Linked DNA regions of Pan troglodytes: region 2 is linked to region 1. A link is a contact called in public Hi-C data. All regions are on one chromosome and are shown on one strand. The core of a region is the stretch at or near the end of the contact, and the rest is flanking DNA. Distances in the headings are between cores, read along the strand shown.

Region 1 (5,841 bases), core at 1,818-4,317:
GGAGCTGCCCTGAGGGGTCCTGGGGAGCCACAGCAGGGTTTTGGGGTCAGGCAGGACAAAGCTCACTCCTGACTATCATCTCCAGGGAGCTGCCCATCTGACCAGCCTCGCTCCAGCCCCTCGGCCTCTCTGTCTGGCCGATTCTTCCAGGAGACCCTCTGCGACCCTCTCACCAGCCCTCCGCCCAGCTGCAGCTCAGCATCGCCATAATTTAGTGTCTGTGTATGGGGTAGCTACAGTCTGTGGGGCCCAGGGTAAAATGAAAAGCAGGACCCCTCGTGCCTCATGTATTGCAAATTTCAAGATGGCAACCGCATAGCATGAAGCCTGTGCAGGGCCCTTCTACGCCTGGGGCCCTGTGCGCCTGCAGGGGTCACACATCTGTGCAGCTGGCCCCATCTATATCTCCCCAATCCAGACACTGGCTCCCCGGGACAGAGTTTGCCAGGATAGCCAGCCTGGACGCACTGGCTATGGCCCTGCTGGGCTAGTGGAAATCTAGGCCAGCTTCCTGGAGGAAGAAACCTCAGCCTCAGAGGAGGCAGCTGCTCTGTGCTCCCCTGCACAGCTGCCTGAACCTCCCTTTCTTATATGATTTCTTATCTGGAGCTCAGCTGTGTGACCCTGGTCAAGTTACTTAACCTCTCTGTGGGCTGGTCTCTTGATCTGCAGGGATTGGGCCTACTCCCCAGAGACGTGCCCTCCTTCAAGGGGAGGTAAGCTTTAAGCACGGACGTGTTAGAGCAGCATCTGCAAACAGCACTTGCTCGATAGCTTTCGTCCTGATTCCTCTGCGATTTCCTGCTGGACTCTGAGCTCCATGAGGTCAGGGCCCGGGTTCATCTTGCTCTCACGGATTCCTGGCTGCCCTGATTCACATGGCCAGATAATCCACATGACCAGAACAGCTGTGGGCTGTGTTAGAAGTTACTAGAAGTTAGTTGTGGCCGGCCTGGGGAGGTGACGTCCCCCAGAGAACATGCTTCGGGTCACTGAGATGGCTGCAAAGTGTATGGGCCAGGACGTTCCTATTGGAAGATTCTTTTGAGGTTTGCTGCGCTCTTCAGCCATCAGAGAAGTCTTCCCAGAGCCAGGCAGGGGGGCTCCCTGGGAGTTTGGGGGCATCACTGAAGCCCCCTCAGCTGCCAGGTGCAGTAAATAAGCCAGGGAAACATTGGTGGGTGAGTCTTTAAGGGTGCCCAGGCTCCATGATGGCAGAGGCAGAGGAGCTGCTCCCGGCTGCCGTGCTTGGGGTCCGAGTCTGACTGGGAGAATTCCAGAGCCCTAGAGACACCTGGCCCAGCCTGGTGAGTCCAATCCCTGTTTCTGGCCTAGACACCATCCAGCATCCAAAGCTGGCTCCGATGGGTCGAAACAGCAGTGAGCATCCATCCCCCTTCTTGGTGCTGTTCATAGGGGAATGTTGAGGCTTGTGGGGCTGCCCGGAGGTGGTGTCACATGTCCCCATGGAAGGGTTTCACTGCCTCCAACAGGAAGGGGCAGACCATCTGTCACTTAGGGTGTATTTGGGAGGGAAGACAGAAGGACCCAGAGAGGCAGAAATGATGGGAAAGGGTGAGGGTGGGCAGGTGGTGGGGGTGGGGTCGAACAAATGGCCCCGATAAAGGCAGAGCAGCTGGAATGAGCGCTGGGCAGCCCCACACAGCTGGGAGGCAGGGTGTGTGGTGTGTGTGTGTGTGTGTGTGTGTGTGTGTCTATCTTGGCTAGGGGAACACCAGCCCTTCCCTCTGCCTGCTCAACAGCCCTCCCATGTCTGTTTCCTCCCCTGGTCCATGCTGAGAATTGCATCACCAGCCTGCCTGTGGGACCGGAAAGGCAGTAGCAGTCACTTGCCTTTCCCTGTGTTCCTCTGTGTTCTGACCACACCCCCACCTGGCTGCCGTCAGAAAGCCCAGGTGTCCACCCCATGCCCTGCACAGAAGATTGAGGCCCTACTCTGCTCCCAAGGCCTCCCATCCCAGCACTTGTCACTGCATCCTGGAACTGCTCAATTTGAGCGATGTTCCCCATGACTCTAGGCTCCCAGGGGCAGGGCTGCCCAGGCAGGTACCCACTCAGGGCCCAGCATGGGTGTGATACTTGGCTGAGTCTCTTTGGGCTGCTTAACAGATGACCAGAGCCTAGGCAGCTCCGAAGCAATACAGTGTATTCCTCCCAAGCTGCAGGCTGGCAGTCCGAGATCAGGGCGCTGGCATGGTCAGGTTCCCGTGAGAGCCCTCCTCCGGGTTGCACACTGCTGGCCTCTTGCGGTATCCGCACAAGGAGGAAGGGGCAAGGCCTTTCTGGGACCTCTTTTTCTTTTCTTTTATTTCTTTTTTTTTTTTTTAGACAAAATCTTGCTCTGTTGCCCAGGCTGGAGTGCAGTGGCATGATCTCGGCTCACTGCAACCTCCGCATCTTGGGTTCAAGTTATTCTCCTGCTTCAGCCTCCCCAGTAGCTAGGATTGCAGGTGCCCACCACCATGCCCAGCTAATTTTTGTATTTTTAGTAGAGATGGGTTTCGCCATGTTGGCCAGGCTGGTCTCAAACTCCTGACCTCAGGTGATCCACCCACCTCGGCCTCCCAAAGTGCTGGGATTACAGGCGTGAGTCACAGCGCCCGGCCTCAGGCCTCTTTTATAAGGGCAGGAATCCCACTTGTGAGGGCTCCACCCTCATGACCTGATCACCCCTCAACGGCCCCACCTCCTCAAACCATCACATCAGACCTGGGGTTCCAGCATATGAATTTTGGGGGGACACGTTCAGTCCATAACAGAGCTGAATGAGCCGCCTGCAGAATGGCAATCGGCCCGTGGGGCAGCTGCCATCCCTGGAGCCCCACTTGGGGCTGGCTTCCCTTGGCCCTGCATCTACAGGGCTCCCTGGCTCCTGGCTCCTTCCTCTCCCTCCCACCAGGCTCCTGCCTGGAGCCAGCGCCCTCTTCCCCACTCCAGTCGTGGGTCCTGCCCACCAGCCTTGAGGCTTCCAGCTCCTTCCGGACCCTGTGCACCTGCCCAGTTCCACCCTCTCCAAATAAACGCCTCTCCTTCCTTGACCTTGCCCTGATCCTCCCTGCTCCGAGGTGCCCCATGTGCGGCAGGAAGAAGCAGCCTCCACAGGACTGCGGTCAGCGGGAGACGGGGCTTCCCCGTGAAGAGGTGCTGAGTGCGAATGCCCACTCCAACACCTGGTCACTGTGTGATCTTGAGAAAGAGTTGAGCCTCTCTGGGCCCTGGCTTCCCCAACAACCAAAGGCTGTACAGAGAGCGGCTTAGGAGAGAGCTCCTGTGTGGGCCGCCGAGGGCTCTGCTGGCTCAGGACATCTGTAGGACCAGTTCCAGCTCCAGTGGGCACCGCCAGCACGCCCAGGTGAGACCGCCTGAGCCCTCAGGGTTTCAGTGTCCTTATCAGCAAACGGGCTAAGGAGCCAGCTTGCAGGGGTGCAGAGGCGTGGGGAGGTGGGGACACCTAGAAAGGGGCAGTGACCTCCTGCCTCTCCCAGCTCTGCCTTCTGCCTTGGGTCAGAGTCATTCCTCCCCCTCCCCCCAACTAGACCGGGCTGCCACTCTCCCCTGCCCTGGCTGGGCACAGGACTGTCCATGACCAATGGCAGGGGTGGGGTTGGGGGGTGCGCCTGCCTTGATCCCAGCTGCTCAGATGGGTCTGAGTTGGGGGGAGCAGAGCTTTCCTGGCCTCCCTGACATGCTGCTTCCTGAAGCCCAGGAGGGGCAGCCCCCCACCCCACACCCCACCCCACCCCCGCCAGCCCTGAGTGGAAATGCCCCTCGGAAAAGGGCCCTGTTGGGGCCCCTGGGGAGGCCCCCAGTCTGGGGTCTTTGCCAAAGAGGGTGAGAGAGAGGTCCCCGGAGGGCCCCCGGGGAAGAGCTGGGGTTGGGTCCATCCCCTGAATGCCTCGCTCCCTCTTCCTCATCCCCTCCTTGGTCACCCCAAGTTCATGGTGGGGGACATGCTGGTGGACAGACAAGTGGCTACAGAGGGCCAGGGGGAGGCGTCTGGGCCTCCAGGGCAGCAGGTGACCCCGAATGTGGGGGCTGCGGCCCTGGGAGACCCCGTGAGAGGCCGTGTATGTGTGAGGTCGGCCTGTGTTCACCGGCTGTTTGTAGGGCAGGAGTCCGGGTATGTGTGTGGTGTGTGTGTCTGAAGGGGGTGTCTGTGGGGCGTTGTTTTGTCTGTGTACCGTGTGGGTGTGGCCCTGTGGTGTGCCTGTGTGTGTCTCGGGGTGCGTATCTCGGTGGTGGGTGTGAGTGCCGAAAGCGGCGGGACTGAGGCTTCCGTCCTCCATCTGTGGTCTGCGGGGAGGGAGTGGACAGCGCAGGGAGCGGACAGGAGCGCTGCGGGATCCCGGGGCCGTGCGGGCCGAGCCACAGGGGAGGGGGGAGGAGGGGGGGGAGGGGAAAGGGGGACGGGGAGGGGAAAGGGGGGAAGGGGGGGTAAGCGGTAGGCGGGGGCCAGGTCTCCCTGCAGGCCCCGCCCCCCCCACCGGCGTGGTGCCCCCGGCGCGAGCAAGGGCGTGGAGTCCGGGGTCGCGGGGGCGCCGAGACCCGCCCCGGGGGCTCCACGCGGACTCCGGCTTCAGTGCTCGGCGCTGCCGCACGGCTGCAAGCCTAGCAATTTTGGGCTGAACAACAAAAGCGAGAGAGAGGGAAGTTGGGGGGCGGGGGCGGCGCGTTTCCCCCCACCCGCCAGGGCCGGTCGCGGGCTCGGAGCAGGTGCCAGGAGGTCGCGCGGCCGGAGCGGGGCTGTGCGGGGCCAGCAGCGCGGAGGCGGAGGCGGGCGGGCGCGAGCGCCGCGCGAGGGGAAAAGTTTCCGACCCTGGAGCGAGAGGCTGAGAAGTTTCGGCCGCGCCAGGCGGCGCCAAAGCCAGGCCAACACTGCCCCCGCGTGGGCGCGCCGCGGCGCTGCAGCCGGCGCAGGGGTCGGGGCCCGCCGCGACCCTTGGGGTAAACTGAGGCTCAGAGAGGGCGACGTGGGCTGCGCAAGGCCACCTGGAGGAGGGGCCGTAGAATCAGGCCTGCTGAGACGGGGGACGGGGCGTGAATGTCCAGAAAGGGAGACAGAAGGGAGGGGACGTCCCAGGGACTGAATCCCACTCCTCGTCCTAGATGTGTCTCCACCCCCTTCCTTCCAGTTACCTCCAGAGTCCAGCAATCAGGTACCCGGTGGAGGGGCGGTGGCAGTGCTGTCTTCTTCCCATCCCTGCAGAGTTTGTCTAAACTAAGCCTAGCTCTATTGCCCTTCTTCTGGAGTTAGGGCGCCTCTCCCAAAAGGCGTCCCCCATCCACAACCCATCCGGGCCCTAAGGACCCCCACCAGCCACCGCCCAGGCCAGTCCCACCGTTTGCAGCCCATTCCTTTGCCATTAAACAAGGCGCCAGGGTGTGGATTCCCTGCTGTTTCCTCAGCGGCCAGGAGGTGGCGAGAAAGACCCGGATCCTGGGCAATGGCGCGGGTCTGGGGGCCACTGACAGCTTCAGGGAAAGAGGTGGCGGCTCAAACTTTGTCCAGGGGGCTGGAACGCAGGTGTGGCAGGGGCAAACCTGGTGGGCAGGGGCTGCCACCTTGTCTTTCGCCACCTCCTGATGCAGATTTGAACATCCACCCCCTCATCCCCAGACTAGGAGAGAAACCGTGGGCCCCAGCCCGTCCCACACAGGTGCTTTGCCTTCTGGGACCAGAGGGTGCCAACCCTTCCGGGGAAACGCATGAGACTAACACAGGGCTCTCTTCCCTCGGCTGGAGTCTGGACGCCCTCACTCCATTGTGGATGTCAGATGGAGGCTTGGTTGGGGAGGACAGAGGCTTGGGGTGGGGGTTCC
Region 2 (5,827 bases), core at 3,200-5,699, 38 kb before region 1:
AACCACTGCACCCAGCCCCCAGTGGCACTTTTTGTTGAAGTGTGACACATACACAGAAATGCATCCCAGGTGTTCAGTTCTGTGAATCTTTACAAAGTGAACTCATCTGTAATAACCATGTCCCAATCAAGAATAGAATATAGTGTGGTCCCCAGAAGCCAGGGGAGGACCAATTTTTACAGGACATAAGGCAGCCCCAGTCCCAACAGGCCAGCTTGTCCCTCTGTCATTTTCTGTGTCCCCTTGCAGCGAGCAAGGGGAGTCCAGAGGGGAAGAGGCAGGAACAGTGACCCCCAGCACTGGCCTCCAGCCCTCCCGCCCTGCCTCTCCTCACCATCAGGCCAGCGGAGGGGCTAACCATCGCCTCCCCTGTCACCAAGGAGACCTTGTTCTGGATCCTGAGGACGCCTCTAGAATCCCATCTGGGGAGCCAGGAAAGCTGGGAGAGGGAGAACACAGGGCCCCTTTGAGCCGCTTGTTGGACACCGCCCAAGGACTCACGACTTATAAAGGAAGACTTGAACCCAGGGCTGTCCCCACCAAAACCCACAGCCACTACAGCATTGGAGGCTATTACAGAATAGGAAACTGAGGCTCAGAGAGGCCAAGAACAAAACCAGACCTCCAAAGCAGGACTTCTGCGCGCAACACCCATGGGCGAACAGGAACACACAGGCTTCCCGCCGAGGGGCCGGACTTGACCCTGTCCCTCCGCGATCGAATACTTTGTGTTCCTCCGCCTTCGGGAAGGGGCGTAACCTCCTTCGCAGCACCCCCAAGCCCACCACGGCCTGGCCCTGCCAGCCTCATCCTCCTCACCTGTCCTCCGGCATTCTCTGCCTCCAGCATACCAGCCTTTCTCTGTTTCTGCAATGCTCAGAGCTCCTTTTGAACTTGGGCCTTGGCTCGTGTCGTTTCCCCGCGAAGCCTGCTCTTCCCTGCCCCTGCCACGTCCTACCTTCAAATGTCACTGACTCTGGGAGGCTTCCCCGGTGACCCACCCACCCCAGCGCACATATCCTGTCAGTCCCCTTGAACGCCCCCCAAGGTGTAAGTGCACGGCCATACAACGGTTTGCTTAATACCCATCTTGCTCCGAGAGAGCTGTGACAGGGGCTGTCTTGTCCTCAGCTGTATCTGCTGTGCCCAGCACAGTCCTGGCACACAGTAGATGCTGGATGAAGATGTGCTGAGGGCCGAGCGCAGTGACTCACGCCTGTAATCTTAGCACTTTGGGAGGCTGAGTGAGCGGATTGCCTTAGCTCAGGGGTTCGAGACCAGCCTGGGCAACATGGTAAAACCCCCATCTCTGCTAAAATACAAAAAACATTAGCCAGGCATGGTGGTGCACACCTGTAATCTCAGCTACTCAGGAGGCTGAGGCGGGAAAATCCCTTGAACCCGGGAGGTGGAGGTTGCAGTGAGCTGAGATCATGCCACTGCACTTCAGCCTGGGTGACAGAGTGACTCTTTCTCAAAAAAAAAAAAAAAAGTTCTGAGACTCTGAGATGCATGAGGCTGTGGCTGGCAGGCAGAGGGGAGCCCGAAGGAGCCTTGAGGGACATAGGACCAAATACCATCTTTGTAGGAGGCCTGGGGAGGGGCAGGGCCTTGCTCAAGGTCACACCACCTAGTGGAGCCTCAGGATTGGAACTCACATCCCCTGCTCTCCAGCCTGGCGCCTCCCTTCCAAATGCAGCCTAGTGCTGGGAAAGGAGAGGGTGGCAGGCTGGCTCTGGGCAAAGACACTCCCCTTCTCCTCTTTGCTTCCCTCTCCTTCCTCTGTCCCTCCCCACTCTTCCTCTCCAACCAGGAGGCTGCCGAGCCAATGGCTCAGCGAGGGCTGGGGAGCCCTGACCTCCACCCACGCTCTACGATCTGTCAGCACCACTCTGCTAAGACCTCCCAAACCTCCGCACCCCCGCAGGCTGACAGGGCTGCAGGTGCCAGCGCTGACCTCCCGCTGCTCCTGTTCCTCTCCTTCCGCAGGCACCCCTCCGCCCCCCACCGCCACCTCCAGCCGGGTTCTGGGGTCCTCCTGGGCCACCTGCTTACTGTGTGTCCCTGGACACGGCGTCTCCCCTCGCTGAGCTAGTTTCCTCATTTGTAAAACGGGGATATGGCCCGTCTCCTAGAGTGACCGGGAAGATCGGTGGTATCAACGCAAACTACAGCCCGGCAGCTTCCAGGCGAACTCACTTCTCAGGACGCCTCTCCTGCTGTCCTCTCAAAGCGGGGGACGAAGCCACCACCACCCAGTTTACAGATGGGGAAACTGAGGCTCAGGGAGATCTGGAAACCTTCCCGGGCAGCTGGGCTCCGAACCCAGGGCTGCGAGCACAAGGGCTGGCTCCCGCCCCCGGCCCTGGTCCCTCCTTCCCCGGGGCATGGCCCGGCCGTGCCAGGCGCTCGGTGACAGCCCCCGCGGGGGAGGCCGGGCTGGGAAAGGAGAGGGCAGCGGGCGGGGGCGCCTGGCCGCGCGGGGTCGGCCGCGGGTCGATACGGCGGCAGGATGAATGGGAGAGGGGAGCGCGGGCGGGAGGAGGAGGGAGGAGGAGGGGGAGGAGGGAGAGGCCAAAGCAGGGGGAGGGCCCGCCCCCGCCGCCCCCCAGGCCCCCGCCCCGCCCAGCGGGCTTGGCCGGGTCTGCAGCCGTCAGCGCCAAGCGCGGCCCCGCGGCCCCACCGAGGGATCGATAACTAATTTCACCGCGGCAGCCGCCCCAGTTTTTTCCCGATAATTGCGCGCCGGCAGCTGCGAGCAAGGCCCCCAGCCCGGCGCGCAGCCCCGCCCGCGCGCGATCAATTGACACCGCCACCGGGCGGCAGGAAAACTCATTTTTCTCTCCCTCCCCGGCTCCGGGTGGGCGCGGGCTGAGCTCTGCCAAGGGCCGGGGGCTACGCGGGGCCGGGGCCGGGGCCAGGCCAGGGAGGGAGGGCAGGGCCCGAGGAGGGGGCGCGGGCGCGGGTTTGGGAAGGAGGCTTGCAAGGAATCCGAGGAGGCGGGGTGCCTCAGTTTCTCCACTCTACCACAGGGGCGTGGCCGAAGGCGTCAGGGACCTGGGGTGCGGGCGGGGCTGTCCCAGCCCCTCTCAGCTGTTGGCGGACTGGCTGGTGGGAGGAAGAGCTAAGTCAAGCGCCACGGCCTGAATGCGTGGGTTCGACTCTGGACTCCCACCAGGGACCACTGTGTGAGGTTGCATCCGTTCCTTCCCTTCGTCTCTTCCTCTCTGAGCCTCAGTTTCCCCATCTTCTGAAAGGGGCCTGGCATATCCTGGGCAGGCAGATGGTGCATCAGAGGCAGTGATGCCCACAAGGAAGTGCTCCCCACAGGTGGCTTGGAGGAAATCCTTCTTCCTCAGCACTCATGGAGGTCCCCTGTGGGCCAGGCACTGTTATAGGCCTTCCGGGTGAGGACCAAGCAGTGACCACAGCTGACAAAACCCCTACCGTTGTGGAAGGAACATTCTACTGAGGCCATGGACGTACAATACCCAAGTAAGCAGTGAGAAGATGCCACTTGCCATGGAGAAAAATGAAGCAAGGTCAGCAGGACAGGGTGTGGGGTGCAAAGGCAATGCAGCCCCCAGGACCCATGGTGGGCCTCACCCTAGGCCCTCCTTGCAAAGCTCAGAGCTGCTCACTCCCAAACTGCCGGTTGTTCAAGGTCATGGGAAACCTGCAGACTTGGCATTTTCCAATGAGGATGGCCAGGAGGAGGGAGACCAAGAGGAAGCAGAAGCCAGGAGGTGGGGTGGGACAGTCTCCCTCTGGAAGAGTCCATAAGAGGGCCAGAGAGAGAGAGAGGGGTGGGGACTGGAGGGCACCAGGGCAAAGGGGGTACAGTCAGAGCTCCAATGGACACAGTGTCCTGGGGGGTCAGGTCAAGAGAGACTTGGGTTTGCTGGCCTGGTCCCAGCTGGGCCAGTGAGGCCCAGGGAAGGGCAGGGGCTCGCCCAGCCACAGTACTTACGGGAGACAGAGATGGGCTCCTAGATCCTGCCACCAGGCACAGAGAAGGGCAAGAGGGGCCAGAGAGGAAAGGAGGAAAGAGACTCATGGAGCGGGGGTGCCATTCTCTGTTTAGAGGGGTCAGGAGCCCCAATTTGCTTCCCAGAGGCCAGCTAAAGCTTCCTGGGAGCAGCATGGGTGGTGCTGGGACTTCTACAGGACTCAGCATGACTCAAAGGGCCCTGGGGAATGTGTTCTGTTCCCCAGTACCCCACCCCCCAGCTACCAGAATGACAGAGGCTCCCCGATGGAGGCGGGTAAGCCGGGCAGGGGTGGTGGCCTAAGGCTGCTGGGGAAGTGGGGTGTTCCAGTGCTGAGCAGACCTGCTCCCCCGCCTCGGTTTCTTCATCTTAAAAATGGAGCTGGTGTTGAGGTGCTGAGGTTCTGTCAATCTTTCTTCCCTCCAAATTCCTGGCACGCCCAACCCCACGTCTGGGTTGAGAGTAGTGACTCAGCAGAAAATGAAGGCTACTGCTAGCAACCAAATGAGGTTAGCAGGGGGACTGGCAGGACGCCGTGGGCTGGGATTCAAAACAGCACATAGCTGGGTCTCACCCGCCTGAGGCCCCATCTATCCAACCACCTAACATTTACTCATCATTCAGCAAATATTTAGTGAACACCAACTATGTGTGAGGCAGTATGTGGGGCAGTGAGTGTAAGGTCCCCCCGCTTCCCCATCTCCTTCCTCTCCCTGCAACCCCCACGTCTCCACCTTCATTTTCTTTTGGGGTATGGTCAAAGGAGGCCTGGATTGGGAGTCAGGACTAGACTCAGGCCTGCTGGTGACCTAGGCAGGCCCCTTGCCCTCTCTGTGCCTTGGTGGCCCAATGGTCATTAGTGGACTCTGTGTCCTTCCTAAGAGAGGAGAGCCCTGGATTAACAGCAGCTGTGGGCTGGGGGCCTCACCCCTGGGTCTCATTCAGTCCCCATGAAGTGAGATGAAGGAACAGAGACCAAGATTCACCCAGGGTCCCAAAGCCAGGAGGGAGAAGAGGGCAGAGCTCAGCTCCGTCTGACACCAGAGCCCTGCCCACTTGTCTGAGCTGGAGGGGAAGGAGTGCCCATCAGGAGAAAGTTTTGGATCCTGGATAGAAGCTGGGATGTGGGGTAGGGACTAAGGTGCTCAGAGTCCCCTTGTCCTGCCCCTCAGTTAGTGGCTTTGGCCACCAGCCATCTCAGAAAGGCCTCTGTCGGTCAGAGGAGGAGCTGCCCCAGAAGGCCATGTGGGGTGACCTTGGCCTCCTCGACGTTCCCTGGGCCAGCACAGGCACAGAACGATACTCTTTTTGTAAAGAGACATGTACTCACTGGGTCAGCAGTGAGGCAGGGGAGACAGCCTCACAGCTACAAGCACAGGATTTTTAAGGCTGGTCCCCAACCCAGCTCTGCTGCCCGCTAGCCCTGGGTCCTTGGGCAAGCTGCCTCCTCCCCTGAGCCTCAGGCTTCCCATCTGTAAAATGGGCATAGTGGCAATTCGGTAGACCCACTGTGCCAGATCCTGTGCTGAGCCTTCTCTGTGTCTGCACTCGGAGCCCTGTGAGCAGCACCCGCTATTCCATAACCCTCGTTCTTCTCGTCTTCACCTCGGAATCCAGCCATGGCAGTAGTTCTGTGCCACCTGACAGATCTCCATGCCGCCACTGCATCCAGAATGCAGCTCGGAATGCCCCATCTGGAGATGTGGGATCCTGCCCACCTAGGCCCCGGACCTAGGGACACAGTTTATGGTGAGGAAGGATCCCAGTGGGCACATGAGCGTGATGCCCGCCGGTCTCACCCTGGAGTCCGGGCCTGATGGAATGTAGGGGCGGCCAGC

The links. Hi-C and Micro-C count contacts between places; a contact is called where the count stands out from the background.
Region 2: a contact with region 1 is called in a Hi-C map of stem cell-derived neural progenitor cells, with 3 times the contacts expected there. The contact joins the enhancer-like site here to the promoter of NTMT1 in region 1. A contact is called at or near these places in 1 of 7 Hi-C or Micro-C datasets (stem cell-derived neural progenitor cells) and 1 of 1 datasets of contacts at active chromatin or transcription factors (stem cell-derived excitatory neurons).

Annotation. Positions count from the first base shown.
Region 1 is chr11:8,844,699-8,850,539 of NHGRI_mPanTro3-v2.0_pri, reverse strand. NTMT1 (N-terminal Xaa-Pro-Lys N-methyltransferase 1) reads left to right here and starts at 3,067. Exons shown (of 4, transcript XM_009457481.4): 1 at 3,067-3,373.
Region 2 is chr11:8,884,078-8,889,904 of NHGRI_mPanTro3-v2.0_pri, reverse strand. No RefSeq gene overlaps it. Among named protein-coding and RNA genes, the nearest start is that of NTMT1, 40 kb to the right of the region's middle. Within about 2 kb of position 4,449, at least 11 of the 24 cell types and tissues checked have an H3K27ac peak or open chromatin away from gene starts, as enhancers often do. A contact at or near this core is called in stem cell-derived neural progenitor cells, where this site is marked.